Regions from separate parts of the Mus musculus genome. Here all the other regions are linked to region 6. The links are chromatin contacts, called in public Hi-C, HiChIP or PLAC-seq, Micro-C and promoter capture Hi-C maps. All regions are on one chromosome and are shown on one strand. The core of a region is the stretch at or near the end of the contact, and the rest is flanking DNA. Distances in the headings are between cores, read along the strand shown. Region 1 holds the start of Rbm38 (RNA binding motif protein 38). Region 2 holds the start of Tfap2c (transcription factor AP-2, gamma). Region 3 holds the start of Ube2v1 (ubiquitin-conjugating enzyme E2 variant 1). Region 4 holds the start of Cstf1 (cleavage stimulation factor, 3' pre-RNA, subunit 1). Region 5 holds the start of Rtf2 (replication termination factor 2). Region 6 holds the start of Zfp217 (zinc finger protein 217). Region 7 holds the start of Cass4 (Cas scaffolding protein family member 4).

Region 1 (3,102 bases), core at 352-2,851, 2.9 Mb after region 6:
AAACAAAAACAAAACACACTTCAACGAGTTTTCAAAAGGCGCTTCTTTAAGGGGTCTTTGGTCTGGAGCCCCCTCCTCTTTACGTTCCACCAGGGATTCACTCAACAGACGCCTCTCTTGCTAATCCCTACGCTACGCCTTGAGCAACACTTGCTAGAGAGCTCCGTCAGCAGCAGAAGACCTTAGACCAGAAAGAAGCCCCGGTTGGGTAGGGTCTGGGGAGAACAAGCCTTACAGCAAAGGAAACTTGAAGCGAGGAAGGTAAAGCCAAGAGAGTGAGGCGCTGGGCAGGGGTATCCCCAGCAGGCTCGGAGTTCTGCTCTGTGTGAAGGGGACTAGACTGACTGGGGCTGAACCTGCCCAGAGGCTGCCTGCCTTACTGTCCGCCTTGACCAGTGGGGCCAGGCCAGTTTTAGCCCCACTAAAAGCTGTAGGTCTTCAGGTCCCAGTGTGATAACCAGGAATGGGGACATGAGGGACGCAGGATCAGGGCTGCTTCCTGGCCCGGAGGCTAAAGCATCGTGCCTGCTTCTGTGCTGAAATTCCCATTTTCTTCTTTCTATTTTATGGTTTCCCATCATACAGGCTAGCTTCTGACTTTCTGTGTAGCAGGGTATGGACCCGGAACCCTCCCACCCTCCCAACTCCTCAGTATTAGGATCACCGGTGTATTCCACTCGGCTGTTTGAAATTTCTGTCTCTAACAAGGGCCCCACGTTTGCATTTGCGCTGGTGGGGAAGAGTTCTGCAGACTGGCATCATGGTCCCAGCCTTGGCCCACGTTCTACACAGGCCATGTCATGCCTTCTGCTTGTTCTCCTGCTAAGGGTGACCCCACAGGCGGTCCCATGTCAGTGACATGGGAGCCCAGCCGCCTTTGTTCTTCCTCACAGTAGAAAGTAGAAAGTAGAAAGCTCTTAGCTTTCTACAAGACTGTAAAAGGTGTATTCACTATCGATTAGCCCTCATTTTCACAGACTACCTAGTGTCCCGGGGTATGCCATTGTTGAAGTCCCAGCAGAGAATCCCTGACACCACAGGACCGCCAAAGTACGTGTGATGTATTATGGTGTGCGTGTGAATTATTTTTATAAACATGGCAAATTCACTTTGCCCTTTATTTTTATTTTTTATTTTTTGGAGACAGGGTATGATTTAGTCCAGCTGGCCTCAAACTTAGTATATAGCCAAGGGTGGCCTTGAACTGACTCTCTTTCTTGAGTGTTGGGTTTACAGGTGTGTGTCACCAGCCAGGTTTTTGTGATGGGGAGATCAAACCACAAGGGTTCGCGAATGAGTAGCTGAGGCACTCCTTCGGACCTTTTTTTTTTTTTTTTTCGGACCTTTTAACAAGTACGTTTGCACCCCTAGTCGCTCGGGTGTAAACCACTGAATCAAGCAACGCTTGGAATATACCGGACCGTGCGCCCCGCGAGACAGACAAGCTGATACCGGCGAGCACCTAGGGGCTAAGTCACCTCATTCGCCGGACCCGCGTCCTGGCACGCGGGACGTACTTAGAACTACAATTCCCGGCGGCCCCCGCTTCCAAAGGCGTGTCTTAAACGAGAGGGGCGTGACCGCGGGGCGTGGCCGGCTACAAAGGCGGCCGGCAGCTCGCAGGGCGCGGAGTAGACGCTTCGCGGCGGACGGAGAAGCGGCGCGGGACAGCGTGGGGAACTCGGATTCGGCCTGGGACACCCCCGCATGCGCCGGCCGGCTCGGTAGCGGCGGCCCCGATGCTGCTGCAGCCCGCGTGCTCCCCGAGTGTGTTTCCGCGGCCGTCCGCCGCCCCCAGCGCCATGCACGGCTCACAGAAGGACACCACGTTCACCAAGATCTTCGTGGGCGGCCTGCCCTACCACACCACCGACGCATCGCTCAGAAAGTACTTCGAGGGCTTCGGAGACATCGAGGAGGCCGTGGTCATCACCGACCGCCAGACCGGCAAGTCCCGCGGCTACGGCTTCGTGAGTGCCCGCGGCGCGCGCACCTGCCGCCGCCCCTCCCCCACCGCCTCCCAGACCCGCCGCGCGCAGCCGGGACTCCGGGGCTTCCCGGGGCCGTCGGCCCTTCCCCCACACTTTCCAGCTGCCCCAAAGAAGCGTAAGCTGTTAGCGCCAGCGACTTGAAGACGGTTTCCCACTTCCTTCCACTCTAGTGTCCCCAAACTAATTCTCTGAGAAAGTTAACGGTACTTACTGATGGCCTGGACAGCGGGGGGGTGGGGAGGACTCCCCTTGAGGTTCCCTTTACTCCACTTCCTAGGGGATTGTCGCTGTCCTTGAAGGCACTCCGCACTTGAACTTTGGGGAAGGAGCTGCAGCCCTGGAGGCAGAGAAGACAGTGCCCCAAGGGTCCTAAATACCAGATACTCTTCTGGGAGGAAAGACCCAGAGATGGCCCGATGCCCGGGCAAAACCCCCTTCCCTTCTCTGCCTTGTTTTCCTCAGCCAGCCACCAAAGCCCCTGACCCTCTGTGTTCCTGCAGGTGACCATGGCAGATCGGGCAGCGGCTGATAGGGCTTGCAAAGACCCTAACCCTATCATCGATGGTCGCAAGGCCAATGTGAACCTGGCCTACCTGGGTGCCAAGCCTAGGAGCTTACAGACGGGTAAGAGCTTTGAGTTTTCTTTCCAGCCCTCCTTGTTTCTATATTCAGCTTTGGTATCTGTCTGATGGAAAAACGCTGCCCCCGCTCCCCCTTTGTCCCCGAGTGGCAGCCAGCAATCATGTGCCTGCAGAGGCAGCCCAGGGCAACCACCCCTGGCTTGGGAGCTTGCTCCTCTTTCTCGGCAGTTTATGGTCCCAGGGATAATGATTTTTTTTTTCCAAAGTCTCCTACTCTTGGGGAGGGAAGAAGTCAGATGCCGACCAGGCAGGGGATCATCCCGAAAAGCTGGTACAGCCTGTGGACTTAATGTGCTTTGACCAGGAGAGTGGCGCGTGTTATTTGCCCTCCCTGTGTGTGGCCCTGGGACCTTACCCATGCAGTGTGCTGTTCCTAACTGCTCTCTTGTTTTAGGCTTTGCTGTTGGTGTGCAGCAACTACACCCCACCTTGATCCAGCGCACCTACGGGTGAGTGGCTGTAGCTGGCTG
Region 2 (3,064 bases), core at 488-2,987, 2.4 Mb after region 6:
CCCTGGGCTTCTTGGATTATCGCTGAGGTGGGAAGAACAGGGAAAGCCTGGGGTAGGGTGAGCCGCACCGCCCCCCCTGGCCAGGAGAGGAGCGGAACCCCGCCAGACCTGTGACAGTTGCCTTCCAGAGAGAGCCTGGGACCTGGCGTTCCCAGTCCTGAGCTTGATGCGGGCAGCACCAGTTCTTTCTGGAGCAGGTGCCCTCTTCTCCCGCTAATTCCAGGGCCTCTGTTTTGGAGGCTCGGTCTGGATTGCCTGCCTTTTTAACTTAGCCGGAAAAGCCCCCTTGATTCCCGCGGTTTCAACTTCCTGGGTCTGTTAGGGTCAACTGGCCAGAAAGCTATTTTGCATGCGGCTATTCTCTAAGACCATGGGGGAACGGTTGGCTTGAACATCTATTTTAATTTTAGTTACTTTACTTCAGGCCTATCTGGGTCTAGGGAAATGCTTACAGACGAGGAGCAGGAAGAGAGCAAATTATTTTAGTCTGTGGATACGGGAGGCACGTTCCCAACAGGTCCTGGCCACTGGGCTGATGGGTATCAAGAATTGTGTAATTGGCTTCGGAATCAATCCGAAATAGTCCCTGCCTCCAATTCCACTGTTTGAAGCCAATCTCCATATACTGTTGGGACGGACTAACAAGATTAGCTCTCGAGAACTGTGGACTTTCTGTTTGGGATGAAAAAAATTAACTATAACAATTAGGCCAATTATTTTCGTTTCGTTGAATTAAAAAATAACACTGAGTATTGCTTTTTGGCTTGGACGGAAAATCTTGGGGTGCAGCAGCATTCTGTGGATAGAAGCTTTGCTTTCTGCCTCCCATGGGACGAGGTGTGCCCATATCTCAGGGCGACCTCCCTGTAGTCCCCCTCCCACTTTACAGCACCTCATTCCACGCGGCCCGTGGCGATGGAGGTTTATTCTGCCTGGAACCTCTTTTCCTGGGCGAGTAGAGGCTTCTGAAGAGCCGCCCGTGACAGCTGCAGAACCGGCGCTCCGCAGGGCTGGGCATCGCAGCAGGGATGGGCCTGGGCGGGGGAGCTCGGGTCTCCTCCAGCCACGGCCCGCAGCCAGATACAGCTTCGGGCTATAGCTGCAGCACGCGGTTGTCCGATTTATTCACAGCAGGTATTACCGTGAGTTTCCTCTTTGGAGCTGGGGGAGCGGACTCCTTCTCGGAATCCTTCCCCTCCCTTCCCTCAGTGGGCAGGTCAGTAAAGTACCCAGGGAGAGGGAAAGGGGGGGGGGGGCACTAGGGAACAGTGGGACTTTAGCTATTTCTCAGCCCAATCCTTAAATGTCTGTCGGAACAGCTGGGGCGAGGTGTCAGGGAACCCCAGGAGTTGAGACACCCTGGAATGGGGCGTCTTCAACTCTCAAGTGACATCCATTTTTTAGGAGGATGAAGGACGGTTCTTGAGGTGGGGAAATCCCAGCTGTCAGCTCTGCCAGTCTAAGGTGTGCAAGGGGGCTGGCAGGCAAAGGAAGCCACGTTTGGGCACCTCAGCTTGGCAGGTCTGCGGTTGTCAGAGACCGCCCACTGATGCCCCTGCGAGCCCCTCGCGACGCCTGGTCCTGCAACACGCTAGGCAGGGTGCGGGGCGGAGCTAGGCAGGGACTGGCTGGGGGCTGCCCCGCCCGGCGCCTGGGCCTCCGCGCGGCGCCGGCCCCCGGGGAGGAGTTATGATAATTTCCTTCCCATTAAGGCGTTCGGGTCCCCCGGCTATCGCCGGGACACACTGTGAGGGTGAGGCTTCTCCGGTCCACGGCTGCGGCCTCTACACACCCACGGCGACCACATCTCTGTGCACAGCCACCGATGCGCGTCCAGTGACTGGGACAGCAAGGCCGGCGCGCGCGGCGGGGGCGGCGGCAGACGCCTGGCCACCGTGACCCCGATTGTGGATTTACCGCTCGGGGGGTGGGGGGAGCCTGGATTTAACTGGCGACTATTTTGGGGGACGCCGGACGCCATGTTGTGGAAAATAACAGATAATGTCAAGTATGAAGAGGATTGCGAGGTGAGCGGGGGCTAGGGAACGTAGCCCCGCCGGCCCGAGCGGGGTCCCAGGGCTGCTGGCCAAGGCTGGGGACGTTTGCGCGGAGCCCTCGCCTTCGGGAGGGATGAGGGCCAGTCTTCGGCCATCTCCTGGGCCCCTTGTTGAATCTGGTCTTGTCTCTCGGGGACAAGGCCTGGCAAGAGCGTGGCAAACCCACCCGCAGAACTCAACTGTGGGTTCCTACGAAGCGCACGGCCCTCCTTTCCATTTTCCCCGAAGAGCGCCCTGTCTCCGGGTCTCAGACGTGGCTTTTTTCCCACGAAGTCTGTCCAGTGTCCACGGAAGCTTCCCTGCCAGCGACACCTTTGAGGAGTCTCCTCCAAGGAAGGCTTGTCACCTGCCCCGCTACCTCCTCGAGAAAGAAAAAAAAAAAAAGAAAGAAAGAAAAGAAAAGTCCAAACAACTGCAACCTGGTTTTCAAGAGAAGTGGGGGTTGGGGACTGTGGGGTGGGGGTGAAGCCAGATGGGGCCTTGAGCGCTCGCGAGTACTCTAGCCTGTCGGACAGGTTGAGCTAGAGTTTCGGAGAGTAGGAGGGAGGGAGGCGGCGAGCGGGAAGAGGAAGAAGATTCAGGCGGCGCGAGGCGAGCACCGGGGAACGTGGGGAGGAGAGGCCGGCGGCCAGGCTGCGGGAGCGCACCGCACCCGCACGACCTCGAGGGGCTGCCCCTGCGTGCATGCCCGGGCGGCTTCCGCTAGGGGGCGACAGTGCCCCGCTCCTGTGTCCCTGCTACCCTTCTGACCCCTGGGACTGATGAAGACACATCTTTTAGGAATTAAGTCTGACCGCCTTGGGGCGAGGGGACGTGCGCAGGCAAAGGTTGCCCAGTTTGGCAGAGTCTTTTCATTCCTTCTCTACACCGGGATGTGTGAGAACCTTGACCATGGCCGGGCTGGAAGACCTCACTTCCTAAGGCGCAGAAGGCACGGGCTTGGCTAGCAAGGATCACAGCTCCGATCCCGCGTGTCGGCTCCCGGTCTCTCCGGACGACATTACTAT
Region 3 (2,988 bases), core at 244-2,743, 2.5 Mb before region 6:
AGATACCCTGCATCCCACCCCAGTACAGCCTGTGGCAGACTGGGTCTTCCCAAGTGCCCACCGCCATGTGTTTGTCAGGAAATGGACTGACTTGGCTCCGCAGTCTTCTCCAGGACACACCAGGCACTGTGTGGTGGGTCACTGCAGGCAGCACCTCTCTGCTTCCCACCCCACAACATCTCCTCTGGTGGCCTCACAGCCCCAAAACACCAGTGCCTAGGCTGGTGGCCTGTCCTTACCCCTTGCTCACCTCCACCAACAGACTCCCGAGGATATAGCCCCACACCAGAAGGGAGCACCCACTCTCTCCTGAATCCTTCATTGGAAAAGCAGACTCCCATGCCTTCCCAGACCCCGGGGGATCTCCTTCACCAAACCCACTCCACCTTCTCTAGCCTGCCAGAGTCCATGGCTCATAATCAAGTACAGGTTGCCGGTTCTAAGGCAGCAGACCCTTCGGGTCTCCCCATCTGGCCTTCTCTTCTTAGCCCATCAGAGACCGACAAGAGCTTCTCCCCTAAGAGCATCCCCTTTACCCTCTTGCTATCCCTTCCATTTGATCCAAGGGCTCTCATTTCACTGCTCCTCTCCTACCCATCCAGATAATGGAGAGTTTCTGAGTTGAACCCACATATTTTCCCCCAATTCGCAGAAGGATTAGGAGTGACAGGCACTTCCTCCATCCGCTCCCCGCAGGAAGAGGTTTTTCTTCTCTAAAAGCAGCATCTGCGGGACTGCACCCCATCCCATTCTCCCCACTGCAGGAGCCTTCCCAATGGCGACACGCCCCAACAGACCCCACCCCACCCCCCGACACACACACCAGGGCTTCCTAGGCACCTGCTCGTGCCCATCCAACGCGGCGCTCGGCTCCCAGCGCGCCTTCTGAAACCTATCCCTGGTCTCTGCAACCCAGGCCTGCTCCCACGGCAGAACGCCCGGGCTCAGCCCGTGCAGGTGCCCGGATTTCCCTGGGAAGCGACCACCACGATGAGAGCAGCCCCGACCCTAAATTGACGCGGGGCCCCGGCGGCCTCGCCTGCGGCCCGCGAGGCTCCGTGCGTGTTCCCTAGGGTTGCGCCCGCGTACCCCCGCCGGGCATTCCCGGCTCCCAGTCGCCCGGGCCAGCTCCCAGCGGGACCTCGCCCGGGCATTCCCGAGCACACTCGGCCCCTCTGCCGGCCTCTCCCCCACCCCCCGCCCCCCGGAGGCGCCCGAGCCTCCGGCTTGGCCGCACCGCCCACGGCCCGGCTGCCCCCGCCCGGGCTTCCGGCCGCCGCCTGATGGTCCCAGGCCCGGCCGAGCAGCCAAACGCAGCCGCAGGGACAGCGCGGAGCCCTGTCCCGGCCACCATGGCCTCCGCTAGACCGGGACCAAGCCCAGGGAGCCCGCGCCCCGTCCGCCAGCACGCCCGGCGCCCCCGCTCACCCGAGCCTGTGGTGGCTGCCATCTTGCGTCGCTGTCGCTCGAAGGCCGGCCCCTTCTTCACCCCCCCTTGAGTTTTTCTCCGGGCGCTAGTGCGCAGGCGCAGGTGTAGGCGCAGCCGCAAACGGTGCCGCTGACGCCCGCTCGGGGTCGCAGGAGCCGGGCGGGAAGGGCTTTGCCCGAGTCTTCAGTGAGCGAGCATGAGGGCGGGGCAACCTGCAAGCCCCGCCCAGCCCGAGCGCGGGGGAGGCGTGCAGGTGCTCGGCTCGAGGGCCCCGGGGTGACCGTGCGCTTCCGGGAGAATAGAATGGGGGGGAAGGGCTGTGGAGCCCCGCGCCTGTTCCCAGGCTGTTTCCGTCCCCCTGTGTCCTCACCACGTAGCGAAAATGAAACCGCGAGAGATGAAGTTCAACTCAACTGCTAAGTAGCTGAGTCAGAATTTGACCCCAAGCCAGATGATCTTTGTTATGGGGTATATGGAGAAAAATAACACCGAAAGGCCTGAATGCGTCAAATTGTGGGCCAGTACAATCTTGTTTCCGGCACTGTTGCTGTTCTGGGGCCTGAAGCATGTAGGGACAAGGTGCAGCTAGGGGCTTGAGAACCACCAACCTTGAGACATGCATTCTGCTTGTTTGTTTGTTTGTTTGTTTGTTTAGGGGTTTTGTTCGAGACATGCTCTCAACTCAGCTGTCCAAGAGCCCACTATACAGAGGATGACCTTGGCTGTCTGATTCTTCGGCTTCTGCCTCATGCTGGGGTTGCAGGCTTGTGTTTTAGAGTTCTTCTTAGAGATGGAATTATGTGGGAGAACTGTGCTTGGTGCCGGACATGGCAATGTCTCCACGAAATGAGATTCTCTTCTCAATTGCTACATTCTAGTTGGACAGAGAACAAGTAAGCCAATATAAATAGATAAATATACATTTTACCTATGATAAGATAGGGGACAAACCTATAAAGGGCACCAGGAAGAATCAGAAAAGGCCTCCTGCAAAGGTCTGAAGACACTTGTCTGCATATAGAGTAAACCCATCACAAAGCCACCTTTGATGTGAAACCCTTAAGGGGACTTGGAAATCGAGGATGAAGTAGCCAGATAGGCTGCAGATTATACTGCTAAGAGGGACAGCAGAGGGGCAAGGAAGCTGGAGACATTCCTGGAACATTCCATTTGTCATCTGTTTGGTGTATTCTAGGTAGCTCCACTGCATTTCCTCTTGAGGAAGTACGTGGTAAGCTCAGAACTACCGTCCTGCAGAAGATGCACACCAGCCTAGGAGTCTGTCCCACAGAACAGAGGGAACCAGGTCTCTAGGTAAACTGGGAAGGGTGAGTGCACAATACACTGAGGCTCTGCTCCCGGGGCTGGGGCTATGCTGGGGGCCGTGACGTGTCTGTGGCCTTGTATTTATGAAGGCTTTCCCTGTTTCCCAATATTGTACCTGCTTGCCGAAGTGTCTGCAGGTTTGAGTCCACAATACTACGACAGCCTCACTCTAGCCTTGACCTTATGACACATGCAGGGCCTCTCTAGCGTGTCTCTGCCTCTTCTCGAGGCTG
Region 4 (3,206 bases), core at 677-3,176, 2.2 Mb after region 6:
CCTTCACCTTCGGATCTACACCAAATGACCTTGATGGTTCTCACTCAGCTCAAAGATTTACTACAAGAAAGTTGCACATGCCACAGGGTTCCCCTTTTCAGATCAGGGAAGCTAGGCAGGAGGCAGAAGCCCTGAGCAAAGGACTGCAGTTGCAGCTACCTCACACTCCTGGGCCCCAGACCAAGGTTAATAACCAGCCCTGCAGTTTAGCTTTCCCATAATAGCTACACCAGGGTCTTATCCCTAAGAGGTTTCTATTTCCTGTATTTGCAGTGGAGCCAGGATTTGTTTGTTAGGTTTGGATTTTTTTTTTGAGACAGGGTCTCCCTGGGTAGTCCTGGCTGTTCTGGAACTCATTATGTAGGTAGACCAAGCTGGCCTTGAACTCACCGAGTTCCTCCCTCTGCCTCCAAAAGGCTGGGATTAAAAGAATGCAAGACCACACCTAACCTTTATGTTTGTGGTAGAGACAAGAGTTCCATGGATCCCAGGCTGGCCTTGAGCATGCTATACGGTGGAGGATTACTCTGAACTCCTGATCCTCCCGCCTGCAGTTCCGCAGTGCTAGGACCACAGAGGTCATCACCATCCTCGGGGTTCCAAGTGCTGGGAATGGAATCCAGGGCTGGCTAGGCAAGCACCCTACTAACTGAACTACATCCCCAGACAGGCTCTCACTTATTAGCTGTGGCTGGCCTTAAATCGAAGGCTAACCTCCTGCCTCAGACTGCTGATGTAAGCAACCACACATTTAGGTGTGTGTGTGTGTGTGTGTGTGTGTGTGTGTGTGTGTGTGGTGGGGATGGAGGTGTTGAGGTAGGGACGTATGTGGATGTAATTTAGGCTGGTTTTTCGGACCTACTGTGTAGCTGAGGATGACCTTTGACTTGATCCTGCCTCCACCACCTTACTGTTGGAATAAACAGCGGCGGCCACCACGAAGGCAGTGTTCAATCCTAAAACTTCTGGAATATTCTACAAACTGAGCTTTAGCGGGTCTGCGCTTTGAAACAGACCCTCAAGTAGTCCCGACATAAACTGCTCAGAAGGCTGCGGGAAGAGCAGCACCAGTCCTGGGCACTCTACGAGGGAACTCCCGTTCATCCACAGACTCGTCGAGTCGACTTAGACTCTGATTCTCCACCCGAAGCAGTCCCCAATAAGCCGCAGTTCCCGCATCCACCATCGGTTTGCAAATTACTCGGTTAGCTGATGGTCTGGATCCCCATTCCCACAAGAACCTAAAACCAAGCCGGGAAATCTTAAACGTCTGGACCTTTCTTAAACAGAATGCAAACCCACTGAGACAGTCCATTACCCCGACGCCACACAGCCTTCCCTATCCGTTTGCAGCATCCAGGCTCGCCCTCAACAGCCATGTCCCTTTCCAACTCACAGGCAGGAACCTGCTCCCGACCGAAGCCTCCAAGCGATCCCGGTAGCTCAGCCGTTACAATTCAAAGGTTCTCCTTTTAAAATAGGAGTCAAACCCTCTACTCCAAGAGCTGATTGGCTAGAGCCGGAGCAATGCCGTTCTGTGATTGGCTCACCGTAAACGCGACTATGGGAAGCTCGTTCCCTGCCGTAGCTGGGCGCAGGCGCACTGAGCTGTCGGAGCCCGGAAGTGGTGCACCAACGGCCCGTCCGATCTGCGGCCGTTCTATCGCCCGCCGTGCTCCCCAGGATCAGGCGTTCGCCAGTCACACACAGCCCTTTGGATTCAAGGCAGTCGCGGAGGTGATTAGTTCGGAGACGGTGAATGAGCGTCTCGAACGTGCCAGTGAGTAAGATGGCGAGAAGGGCAGACTTGCGAGGGAGCAGGGATGCTCGGCGCTCGGCTGCATGCCCTTTGCACGTGCGCACTGGGTGTGCACTCCGAGCGATCGATCGGGCACGATTCGCTCCTCCATTTTTCTAGAAGAGAGCGGGAGACCGAGACCCTGATCTGCGGGTACGGGGTCAAGGGGGCGTAAGGAAGCGGGCTAGTGTGGTTGGCTAGGGTCTGTAGTGGATCACGTGAAGGACCGGGGCTAACGGAGAGGATGGCAGGAGGCCGCTCGCCCCAAGTCCGTGTCCTAGAGTTGGCCGGCCCGGCCTGCACCCCGGCTCTCAAAGGGCCTCGGTCCCGGTGGGTCCAAGCCGGAATTCCGCCCTGAGCAGAAGTGGTCGCGCGGCTTCGCTTTGGGCCCCCTGCATTCCCCGGTGTTAGCTTTCCGGGGGCGAGCTCCTCCGGTCTCGTGCCTCGGTGTCCCCTCCGGGAAGGATATAAGTTATCTGTGTCCCATTGGAAGTTAAGCGGGGAGTTAAGTAAAGGCTCAACCTCCTTCTCCCACCCCCGTTTTCTTTAAATGTCGTGATACAACCCCAGATGTTTCCTGACAGGAGTAAAGATGATAGGTCAAATGGTTAAGTTCTGGGCTCTGGAGTGTGCAGGCTCCCCCTCAACTTTGAGGGGAAGGGGAGGGCTTAACTTGAACGGGTGCCCTAGATTCTTAGAACACATTTCACCCTCTGTTGTGTCCCAATATCTTATGCAGGGGTAGATTTGTATTCATTTCTTTCTTTTTAAAAAAAAACTTATTTAGCTTTATTTTACATGCATTGGTGTCTAGGTGGCAGGCCCCTTGGAACTGGAGTTAGAGACAGTTGTAAGCCGCCATGGGAATTGAACCCAGGTCCTTTGGAAGAGCAGACAGTGCTCTTAACCACTGAGCCATCTTTCCAGCCCCCATTTCTTTCTAATGAACACGAATATATTGAATAGCTTCGTTTAGTGATTGGATGCTAATTAGGTGCTTGGCACCGCATCTGCCAGTAGGACCTGCATGGTGTTATTATTGTTAAGAACTCTGGTCAGTACTATGCTGTGTGGCCTTGCTAGTCATTTGGTTTAAAACTGAGCCCGGGGTGTCTGTCAGCAAGCATTGTAACTCTTGGCTGTTTCTCCAGGCTACCTTCTTGCTTGATGTCTCCAGACTCCTATAGTCAAACATCTAACCACACACATACTTATCAAATTACCCACCCAGGTTGATTAAGAAATCAGTTTTGTTTGGAGAGCTTAGATCTTAAGAGTATAATGTGTTTGGATTTTTACATTTATTTGTTTTGATGGTAATCATTTTTTTGTTTGTGATAGGGTCCCACTATGTAGTCCTGGCTGGCCTGTGATAGGGATCTATAGACAAGGCTGGTCTCAATATCAC
Region 5 (2,847 bases), core at 18-2,517, 2.3 Mb after region 6:
TGACTCTCTCCCTTGAAAGAGCCATCGACAAGTTGAGGGTGTTTAGTGTCATAAAGCTGAAGGCACAGTAAGTCACTTCTTAGGCCTGCAACCACCTAGGATCCCAGGAGCATTGGAGTCCCAGAGGACACAGCACTCCCCTAAGTGAGGGTGAAAAGGCAGAAAAGATGGTCATCTGAGACTATCTGGTCACTTTAAGCAGTGTGGGCTTCAGAATGGCCACCTTGCAGGACTGGTGTAGACACAGAAATGAAGGAGGCCATACTTATCCCAGGACTGCTCACTTATGCATACCATTTGCCCCTGTTGTTCCTCTGGGCCTACAGCTCATGTTAGTACCCCAAAGGCAGACTAGGGGGTCACTGAACCCCTTATTTGTTCTCTTCCCAATATGATCACCCTCCCCTTTCTCTGTCTGCACTAATCTCTGTAGCTGGTACAATGGGATGAGTGGCTACTCTAAGCTTGTTGGAGACACTGTAGCCCTAGCTTCTGCCCAAAATACATCTGGATACAGGGTGGAGAGGCGCTCAGTGGCTAAGAATGCTTGCTGTTCTTTGAGTAAGCACAGGATGGATTCCCAGAACCCCAGCAGCTCACAACCATATCAACTCCAGTCCCAGGAAGATAGAACACCCTCTTCAGGCCTCGACAGGCATCTGCAGTTAGGTAGCGCACAAGCAGGCCCACCCACCACGTCTTTTTTTTTTTTTTTTTTTTAATTTTATGTATTTGAGTACACTGTAGCTGTCTTCAAACACACCAGAAGAGGGCATCAGATATCATTATAGATGGTTGTGAGCCACCATGTGGTTGCTGGGAATGGAACTCAGAACTTCTGAAGAGCAGTCAGTGATCTTAACCACTGAGCCATCCCTCTAGCACCCACAACGTCTTTTCTTTTCTAAGTCTGGATTTAAAATACATGAGAGGTAGCTGAGAAGACAGATTCCGGCCATCTCCTCCTTAGACTTACAGCACTACTGGTCTGCAAAAATGCCAGAGACGCAGACCTCGGGACAACCCCGACAAATGTTCTCCCGTCCTCCCTCAGGCCCAAGCTTACGGAACCACAGAGGAAAAAACAGGGACCGCCCACGACCGGAAGTGGACGCACTCCAAGGATGCTCCAGCACGTCGCCCTGAAACCACGCCCAACTCCCGGACAAGATTTTCAAGACAATTGGTGTGGACCAAGGCCTCGCGCGGCGACCCCGCCCCTTTCGCGGCGCGCTGGTTGTGTGCGTCATCAAGGAGCGCCGGAAGTAGGTAGGGTTTCGCCAGAGACCCCGGAAGCGACGGCTTCTCGTCTTTGCTAAGGCTTCTGGTTTTTGCTACGGTTTCTGATTTCGGCTTTGGGATGGGTTGCGACGGAGGCACCATCCCCAAGAGGCACGAGCTGGTGAAGGGGCCGAAGAAGGTCGAGAAGGTCAGTGGGGACTGCGGGCTGCGGGGCTCGGGATGAACGGTGGTCACAGCGCTTGTGGAGGGTTTACTGTTTGCAGGCACTGAACAGTACGGTTAGACTGGGATCCTCCCCACAGACGCTGTGTTGATTTGAAACATTAACGTTGAACGGGACGGAGACTGGAGAGCTAGTTAGTGGCCCAGCCAGGACTGGAACGTATCTGTAGCTAGCGACGATCACGGTGATAGATGCTATTTATGGACTTTGTGTGTTTTTGTGAAAGGCTCTCACAGTGTGGCCCTGGCTGGCTGGGACTCCCACCTCTGCCTGCTGAGCACTGGGATTAAAGGTGTTGGCCAACAGGCCTTGGTATTTGAATAATACTTTTTTTAAAAATGTTTTGTGTGTGAGTGTGGTATCCAAGGAGGCCAGAAGAAAGCATCGGACGCCCGGGAGCTAGAGCTACAGGTTTTTGTGAGCCATTAATCTTGGCTGTTAGAACCAAACGCGGATCCTTTGGAAGAGCAGTACACAGGCTTAACCACGGAGCCATCTCTCCAGCCTGAGCTTTGTGTATTAAAGTCTCCCCAAACCATTCCCCTTTGTGAAGTCACACCCTTCTTAAACTAATTATCAGCTCTTAGCACTCTGAATTGGTGGTTGAGCCCAGCTGATGGTCACGTGACTGCAAGCTCCTCCTGGTGAACTCTGTGCACTGTTTTTCTTCCAGAACTAGCACAGTTTCTGCCACAGTGAATATTTTTGAATAAATGCGTGGGCATTCTGTAAATCTTACAAGACATTGAGCAAAGTGTGTACTTAATGGATGGGAAATTGAATGCCGCAAAGTTAGTTAACACCACTGACGTGGCCTAGAGTCATGAACCACTGTCCCCATCCATTTATGTGCATTTCAAAGCTAGTGTTGATGATGACTGTTTAATAATAGAAGGCACAGAATGCCCCCGATACAGTTCCCAGCACGGGGAGAGAATGCCCCCGATACAGTTCCCAGCACGGGGAGGATCATGTTTCCTGATCCAACATTCAGAGAACTTTGGGATGGGAGGTGAATCCCATCCAGTGTTGTACTTAAGACACTGCATAACTTCCTGACACATCCCTAATAAACTCCATTGGGTCCTGTGTGAACAAACCTCTGCTTGTCTTTTTGCCCTCTCTTCTGCCCCTCTTTAGCTCTTTCACTCTGTTCTAGATACCATAGACCTTGCCCCAGCGTCCTGAACATTCCTCACTCATAGTGACATCATGACTTGGGGGGGAGGGGCCACTTGAAGCAAGGTCTTGCTGTGAGGTAGCCCAGGCTTGCCCCAGCCCCCGGAGTGCTGGTTACAGTGTGTGCTGCTTGGCTCTTTCCCCTCATTTGTCCACCCAGCCTTCACCACAGTCAGCTGCAGTCACTCTTTAGGCCCGCCCCC
Region 6 (3,037 bases), core at 399-2,898:
AGGGACTCAATCAAATCAGGATTCAAAATTAAAACCAAAATAACCAGATAGCCTAAATATACCACCAGGCTCCACAGGTTTGAAAAAACAGTATCTAAAATAAATACGACTTCTCCAGCAGGAGGGGGAAAAGTCATCTACCAGTAAGGACACACCTTAAAAGTTCTCAGCACAGTAACTAAGCACCAACTAGTGGTCTGATAGATACACTCCCCAGACAGAAAGCAGTAAGGTTAGTTCTCTGCACTTGTCACTACAAAAAAAAAAAAAAAATTTTTTTTTTGAAACTAGACCTGTTACTAATCCTTCTCGAAACAAAAACTTAACATCTGATATCCAATTTGGTACCAAGGTGGTCGATTTACTCTGGGAAAAGTAGTCAAGAAGGCTGTGGACGTTTTTCTCTTACAAAGAGAGGTGAAAGGCCCCCTGAGGCCCCTACCTAGTTGCCAGGCATGGCCAGCAGCTGTGGCTACCCTGCCTCCTCTTTTGTTGGCCTTAATCTCATGTCAAGTTATTCAACCACCTCAAAAGGGATGAAGACATAATTGAATCAACCTGAACTAAATCAGACCTAGGCCTCTTAAAACATACAACTTAATGGCTCCAACCCATCCCAAACCAGGAAACTGGCCACGGGATCCTGGGGTACACATGGTGCCCTACAGCCCTGGACCCCAAGCTGGTGCCCCTTAATCAACGCATGCTCAGGAATGCCTGTTTCTCAGAGAAAGAAACTAAGGCTCACAGGACACAGCCCTTAAGGTTGGGAACGACCACCCCGAGCCCCCGACCCAAACAATAAAAAGTTTAAAAGTTTCTACTACTGTGTGAGTGCGGACCGGCCCCCACTGGGGGTCCCAGAAGTGGGCCCCCGGGACTTCGGCTCACTTCAGGAAGCAAACCTTTCGGGAAAAATCCCCGCCCGCTGTCCCCACCCCCACCCTCCCCGCCCAAGAATGCGCTTCCCGTGCGCCGAGGGTCTGAGGCGGGGGCGCCCTTCACTGCGCGCCCGCTCGCGTTGAGGCTAAACTGAGGCGCACGGGGCGGCGCCCTCGGATGTGCGGTGCCGCCTCCCGCCAACCCGCACGAACTTCCCACGGGAGTTTGCGGGACGTTCTAAGTTTGGGAGTGAAACCGAACACCTTCCTTGGTTGGCAGGACGCAGCTCCCGCAGGGGCCCGGACCCCCGACGGCCACGCCGCGCCGGGCAGGCCATTGTCTCGGCCGTCCCTCCCAGCCCCACGCGCGGCCGCAGCCGTGGGGACGCGGCCCCGGCGCCCCTTTACCTGCGGCCGTCCGGCTGCACCGCCCAGCCGCGGGGCTGAAGGAGCGGCAGAGGCGGCGCGGCCTTTGTGCGTCTGCCGCTAGCCCCGACGGCGCGGGGACCGGGACGGGGCCGCGCCATGCCCGCCTCCCACGGCCGCGGGCGCCGGGACCCCCACCCCCACAGAGGCTCCGGGGGGCCGGGCTCACCTCCGGCGCGGGGCGAGGGAGCGGCGCGGGCGCCCCCTACTCGTCCGCGCGGGGACAGTGCAGGCGCGGGGTCCCTGCGCGGGCGGGCGGGCGGCCGGCGTCCGGCGGGGGGACTGTTGGGGCAGAAAGTGCTCGCAGCAGCTGTTGCGCCCTCCCCCCCGGCCGCGCCGCCTGACGCCCCGCCCCCGGCCACGCCCCCTCTGTGACCGCGCGTGTGCGCAAGCGCGTCCCCGACCCGCCCACCGCTGCGGGCCACGCCCCCCTCGGACCCCCCGAGGCGCGAGCCCCGCGGAGCGGCGCGCGCACCCCACTCCCACCCCGTGGGCTCCCGCGCACGCGCGCCCCGCGCCGTGTCCCGCCATCCGGCCTAACGTGGCGCGCTCGCGCCCGGGCGGTTCCAGTGACAGGTATTCTGGGGATGGAGGGGGGGGCTGCAAACGCAGCACGCAGGCGCACAGCCAGTCCTCCCTCGCCGCCTCCCCCTCCCTTGCAAGGTGCGCCCCGGGAGGGGAGGGAAGAGGAGGGGAGGGGCCGGTTGCCCAACTCCCCGGTCGCCCAGAATCACGAACAACAACAATAATAATAATAAAAATTTAAAAATAAACCAACCTTGCCACTGGCTTCGGGAGCTCACAGGATAGCGGTGTTCTGAGGTGTTGTGAAGGTTAACACTTTCAGAGAGTCAATGTGAGGAAGGTCCGAGACCTAAAAAGAATAAATTTTCTCTTAAATTGTTATCTTCAAAAAGCCTTTTTATTTCTTCCTTAACACCCTGGGCTTGTGTTTCTATTATAGTTTCATATCTGAATTTGGACTTGGTACCTAATAAATCTTAGTTTGCAGAGAAATTCATTTGAGTGAAACTAGGCTTAAAAGTGTGCTCAAAAACAAAAACCACACACTTCTTTATGCCCATCTCACTTAAAGCGTTTCCCTTCTGTTTTGTTCCTGACTCGTATTAAAGATGAAAGAAGATAAGACAGGAAAAGGTTTGACTCCAAAGGCCTGGGACTGATGTCCCGTTTTAAGCAAGCCCCAGGGAGGAACTATGGCGGCCACAATCACATCCAATAATTTTTCTGCTCCAAAATGCAAATGAACTCAAATGTAAAATAGATTTATTGCTTAACACCGAACAGTCAACTTGTTTGTTTCTTTTTCAAGCTGGCCCTCGGTGTATCAAAAAGTGGGAAAACATCAAGAAAAGCATACATACCCATTTCCTAAATCAAAAAGAAGCGTGGGGGTTGGGGGGGAACGGGACAAAAAAGAACCGACCGGAACTGGTAAGCAACGCAGTCCTTAATAAATAGGAAGAAGAATTCAAGAAGACAGCTTAGCAAGGGGCAAGAACCTGCCTTGTAGAATGTTTTTGCTGTCATTTTACATAGAACTACCAACCCACATATGGTCTCGTTAGTCTTTTTTTTCAAAGGAAGTGAATCAATTACTTACTCACAATTAATTAGCATCGCTGGAAGTAGATCCTTAAGCCAGCCCTGATTCTCATCCAAGCCCAGAAGATATTGATCATTTTTAGTACTAGGGTTCCTTTTCTCAC
Region 7 (3,169 bases), core at 432-2,931, 2.3 Mb after region 6:
AACTGCAGTTCCAGAGACTCTGACGCCTTCGTCAGGCATCTGTGGACATTGCCTGCACATTTACAGACATATGGGCAAAACACCACACACGTTTTTTTAAAAACTGGATGACTGATGGAGAGTGGCCTGCTACCAGGGATGCCTGGCTCGGTGAGCGAGAGCACGCCTTCTGATCTGTCCCTGTGCAGAGCAGTGGGCTGAAGCTCTTATGATTCACAACTCCTCTCTGCAGCTACAGCGTTTCCTAAAATGGAGCTCGCACTGCCTCTGATCTGACGCACCCCACCCTTTTCAGAATGTGTCTCTCTTGTGAAAAGCCTTCTGGAAATTACTACTTCTTCCCTGTGGACTTTGGCAGGGAGCATGTGGCTGACAGCTACTTCTATTTGCTAAGACAGATTCACACCGTAGTCCAGACTGGCCTAGAACTCTGAGGTGGCCCAGAACAGCCTTAAAGTCGCAGCTGTTCTCCTGTCTCAGCACTGTAGATGTGGGGGTGGGAGCATGCCCGGTTCTACATTTGTCTAGAGCCTGTTCATCCTGTCTAGTCATTGTCACCCCCTTTCGCTACTGTCGCCTGCAGATTGCTGATCACTGGTTCCTTAAAGACCATTTAAAATAGAGACAGCATTCTATCTGTTTGCTTGTTTTGATTGCATTTATTTTATCTGGGGAGGGAAGTATGCACACGAGTGGCAGTATGCATGCAGAGGTCAGAAAGACAGCTTGCAGGAGTCCTCTTCTCCCACCGTGTAATTCCAATAACTCCAACAAGTTTTCAGCTTAGCAGCTGACAGCTTCACCCACTGAACCATCTCACTGGTTCAATTTTTTTAAATTTACTTTTTTTTTCCACTTTGAGTTCGGGGCTGGCCCCAAACTTACTTTGTAAGTCAGGCTATCATTAAACTCACTGAGATTAGCCAGCCTCTGCTTTCTGGGAGTGCTGGTATCAAAGGAGAGTGCCACCGTGGTCTGGCTATGGCATGCTTTTTAAATCTCACACCTGGGAGGCAAAAATAGGTGGGTCTTGGTGAGTTTAAGGCCAGCCTGGTCTACAGATCGAATCCCAGGGGAGCTGGGAGGAGCTGCTTAGAAGAGGGGACCCTTATGCTGAAATGAAATGAAGCCTAAGCTAGTTTTGGGTTTTTGTTTTGTTTTCTTATTTGTTTGTTTGGTTTTTTTGGGGTTGTTTGTTTGTTTGTTTGTTTTTGGTTTTGGTTTTGTTTGTTTTTTGGTTTTTTTTTTTTTGTACTCCGTGGCTCCTCTCTGGATATTGGGTCTGAGTTGAGGGAAACTTTAAACTTGGGAAGTCGTGAGGACTCCACTTCATGAGTTCAGAGCACTCGCTTGACACAAAGAGCCAAGTGTGGGGCAGTATCTGGTGCTCTCAGCAGCGCCCGCTAAAATATAACCACGGAGAATTGGAGTGAAGGTGTAGAAAACGTGGGGTTCAGAGCAGGGCAGTTTACTCCTGTTACCCCAGCTGTCACACCGCAGGGGACAGGAAGGAAGACATGCTGACCCTCAGCGGAAGTCCAGCAGCTTTGCTTCATCATGGAAATGTGTTGCCTCGCTGGGTGGGAATTGTTCCATTAGTCTTCAAGGGACAAGAATGCGGTGTGATCCTACGCTGGGCTGCTCAAAGTAGGAACTTCACCTTGTAAAGCAGAAGGGTGGGTTTTTTTTTTTTTTTTTTTTTCTCCTTCTTCTTCTTTTGTGGTTTCACACAGCAAAGGAGTGTCAGCCTCCACTTACCATGAAGTGGGACAGCAGGCATGGAGGCGTGGGTGTGGCCTGAAGCTCTGGCCCCGCCTCCCCCGTTCCTTTCATTTGACTCTCTTTACTTGAAAGAATCATCTCGACTGTTTCCATGTGTTGGCAAACAGTTCCATAGAATCCAGCTCCTGGGAACCAGCCAGCAGCATGCAGTGATATTGCATCATTGGTCCCTGGAACCAGATATATCAGCGGCAGAACTCCGAGGACCCTGCTCACATCACAGCCATGAGAGGCACCAGCATCAGAGAGGGTGCGCCCAAGGTGAGTGACTGATTGGGGCTGAGTGCATGAGAGCAACAGTTGACTCAACTGTTTTTATCTTTGGGTCTCTAATGAACACGAAGGGTAGGTTATTAGTGGCAGGCAGGTTTGGAATGAGAAAGCTTTGCTCTTTACCAGTTGTTGGTTTCAAGATGACTGGAAATGATGGGGTGAAATCGGCAGGAGGCAGACAGCCCAAGCCCCCACTGTGTGTCTCTTCACCACTCAGCAAACTTCTTAAACATTCTCTCTTTCTCTGCATCCTGAAGGTGCTTAGTGTGGCTCTCAAGGATTCTGACTGGCTTGGGGCACTCACTTCTCTTGAATAGAGAGAGCTTAGACCTTGGCTCTACTCTTGCTAACTCCAATAAGGACACCCATGAACTGCCTTCGTGTTCCTTTGGGCGCTGGGGACTGGAACTCTGGTACAAACTGCAAGTCTGGGCCAGGAACCAAGAGACGGTCCTATAGCATATGTATAGCATGGCACACTGCTAACCCAAGAAGGGCACTGGAGCCTGAGATGTGACGATGGTACTTGCAATACAGGCATAAGGACCTGAATTCAGTACCCAGTACCCACATAAAAAAACAAAAAACAAAAAACAAAAACAAACAAAAAAAACAGGCATGAAAGCGTGTACCTGTAACCCCAGAGACGGCAAGGAGGTGACAGCAAGGTCCCTGTAGTTCTCTGGCCAGCATCCCTAAGACAAGCAACTCCAACTCCACACACACACACACACACACACACACACACACACACACACACACACACAAATAAAGTGGGTGGGTGATGGAGAAGGACATTGTGACATCAACTTTTGGGTTTCACACACCCATACTGTATGCGGGGGCTTGGGGAGAAGGAGGAGAGATCACAAGGAAAGTGAAGCTCACAGTCGTTGCTTTTCTGTCCCCTCCTATTCTTTCAAAATGTGATAGAATGGTAGATACAAAAGAGCCATGAAACAGTTGCTAAATGGGAGGCTGCTTGCCGGAATTAAATGTTGCTTGTCATTGTGATAGTAACAAGTGTTGGGCGTGGGATCCAGGGCTGGGGTCTGTGGCGACTCCTTGTTTAGATGACTTGTAAATATCTGAGTTGAGAATCTTGCCCCACAAA

What was found. Promoter capture Hi-C pulls out the DNA fragments that hold promoters and counts their contacts. A called contact is a pair of places that touch in the nucleus more often than the background predicts. HiChIP or PLAC-seq counts read pairs in DNA pulled down with a chosen protein or histone mark.
Region 1: a Micro-C map of the G1E-ER4 cell line shows a contact between it and region 6, with 5 times the contacts expected there. The contact joins the promoter of Rbm38 here to the promoter of Zfp217 in region 6. A contact is called at or near these places in 2 of 39 promoter capture datasets (the 3T3-L1 cell line and the HPC-7 cell line), 3 of 484 Hi-C or Micro-C datasets (all in the G1E-ER4 cell line) and 1 of 115 datasets of contacts at active chromatin or transcription factors (large pre-B cells).
Region 2: a contact with region 6 is called in a promoter capture Hi-C map of hippocampal neurons, with 8 times the contacts expected there. The contact joins the promoter of Tfap2c here to the promoter of Zfp217 in region 6. A contact is called at or near these places in 2 of 39 promoter capture datasets (embryonic stem cells and hippocampal neurons), 1 of 115 datasets of contacts at active chromatin or transcription factors (astrocytes) and 1 of 9 other capture datasets (embryonic stem cells).
Region 3: a Micro-C map of the G1E-ER4 cell line shows a contact between it and region 6, with 9 times the contacts expected there. The contact joins the promoter of Ube2v1 here to the promoter of Zfp217 in region 6. A contact is called at or near these places in 1 of 39 promoter capture datasets (erythroid cells) and 1 of 484 Hi-C or Micro-C datasets (the G1E-ER4 cell line).
Region 4: an H3K27ac HiChIP or PLAC-seq map of embryonic stem cells shows a contact between it and region 6, with 4 times the contacts expected there. The contact joins the promoter of Cstf1 here to the promoter of Zfp217 in region 6. A contact is called at or near these places in 1 of 484 Hi-C or Micro-C datasets (the G1E-ER4 cell line) and 5 of 115 datasets of contacts at active chromatin or transcription factors (astrocytes, embryonic stem cells, extraembryonic endoderm stem cells and 2 more).
Region 5: a Hi-C map of B cells shows a contact between it and region 6, with 7 read pairs. The contact joins the promoter of Rtf2 here to the promoter of Zfp217 in region 6. A contact is called at or near these places in 11 of 39 promoter capture datasets (the 3T3-L1 cell line, 3T3-L1-derived adipocytes, the C10 cell line and 6 more), 1 of 484 Hi-C or Micro-C datasets (B cells), 2 of 115 datasets of contacts at active chromatin or transcription factors (T-cell acute lymphoblastic leukemia and large pre-B cells) and 1 of 9 other capture datasets (adipose tissue).
Region 7: a contact with region 6 is called in an H3K27ac HiChIP or PLAC-seq map of large pre-B cells, with 5 times the contacts expected there. The contact joins the promoter of Cass4 here to the promoter of Zfp217 in region 6. A contact is called at or near these places in 7 of 39 promoter capture datasets (the C10 cell line, the HPC-7 cell line, cranial neural crest and 3 more), 1 of 484 Hi-C or Micro-C datasets (B cells) and 1 of 115 datasets of contacts at active chromatin or transcription factors (large pre-B cells).

The regions. Positions count from the first base shown.
Region 1 is chr2:173,020,301-173,023,402 of GRCm38.p6, forward strand. Rbm38 (RNA binding motif protein 38) reads left to right here and starts at 1,602. Exons shown (of 4, transcript NM_019547.2): 1 at 1,602-1,970; 2 at 2,492-2,615; 3 at 3,027-3,081. The coding sequence starts at 1,740.
Region 2 is chr2:172,547,856-172,550,919 of GRCm38.p6, forward strand. Tfap2c (transcription factor AP-2, gamma) reads left to right here and starts at 1,738. Exons shown (of 7, transcript NM_009335.2): 1 at 1,738-2,027. The coding sequence starts at 1,980.
Region 3 is chr2:167,630,512-167,633,499 of GRCm38.p6, forward strand. Ube2v1 (ubiquitin-conjugating enzyme E2 variant 1) reads right to left here and starts at 1,494. Exons shown (of 4, transcript NM_023230.2): 1 at 1,429-1,494. The coding sequence starts at 1,450. It overlaps Gm31852 (a long non-coding RNA gene), which reads left to right and starts at 1,963. Exons shown (of 3, transcript XR_375265.4): 1 at 1,963-2,322; 2 at 2,625-2,743.
Region 4 is chr2:172,369,077-172,372,282 of GRCm38.p6, forward strand. It overlaps Cstf1 (cleavage stimulation factor, 3' pre-RNA, subunit 1), which reads left to right and starts at 1,927. Exons shown (of 6, transcript NM_024199.2): 1 at 1,927-1,951. It overlaps Aurka (aurora kinase A), which reads right to left and starts at 1,494. Exons shown (of 9, transcript NM_001291185.1): 1 at 1,397-1,494.
Region 5 is chr2:172,439,311-172,442,157 of GRCm38.p6, forward strand. Rtf2 (replication termination factor 2) reads left to right here and starts at 1,268. Exons shown (of 9, transcript NM_025542.2): 1 at 1,268-1,429. The coding sequence starts at 1,361.
Region 6 is chr2:170,129,572-170,132,608 of GRCm38.p6, forward strand. Zfp217 (zinc finger protein 217) reads right to left here and starts at 1,649. Exons shown (of 6, transcript NM_001033299.3): 1 at 1,477-1,649.
Region 7 is chr2:172,391,963-172,395,131 of GRCm38.p6, forward strand. Cass4 (Cas scaffolding protein family member 4) reads left to right here and starts at 1,682. Exons shown (of 7, transcript NM_001080820.3): 1 at 1,682-2,043. The coding sequence starts at 2,008.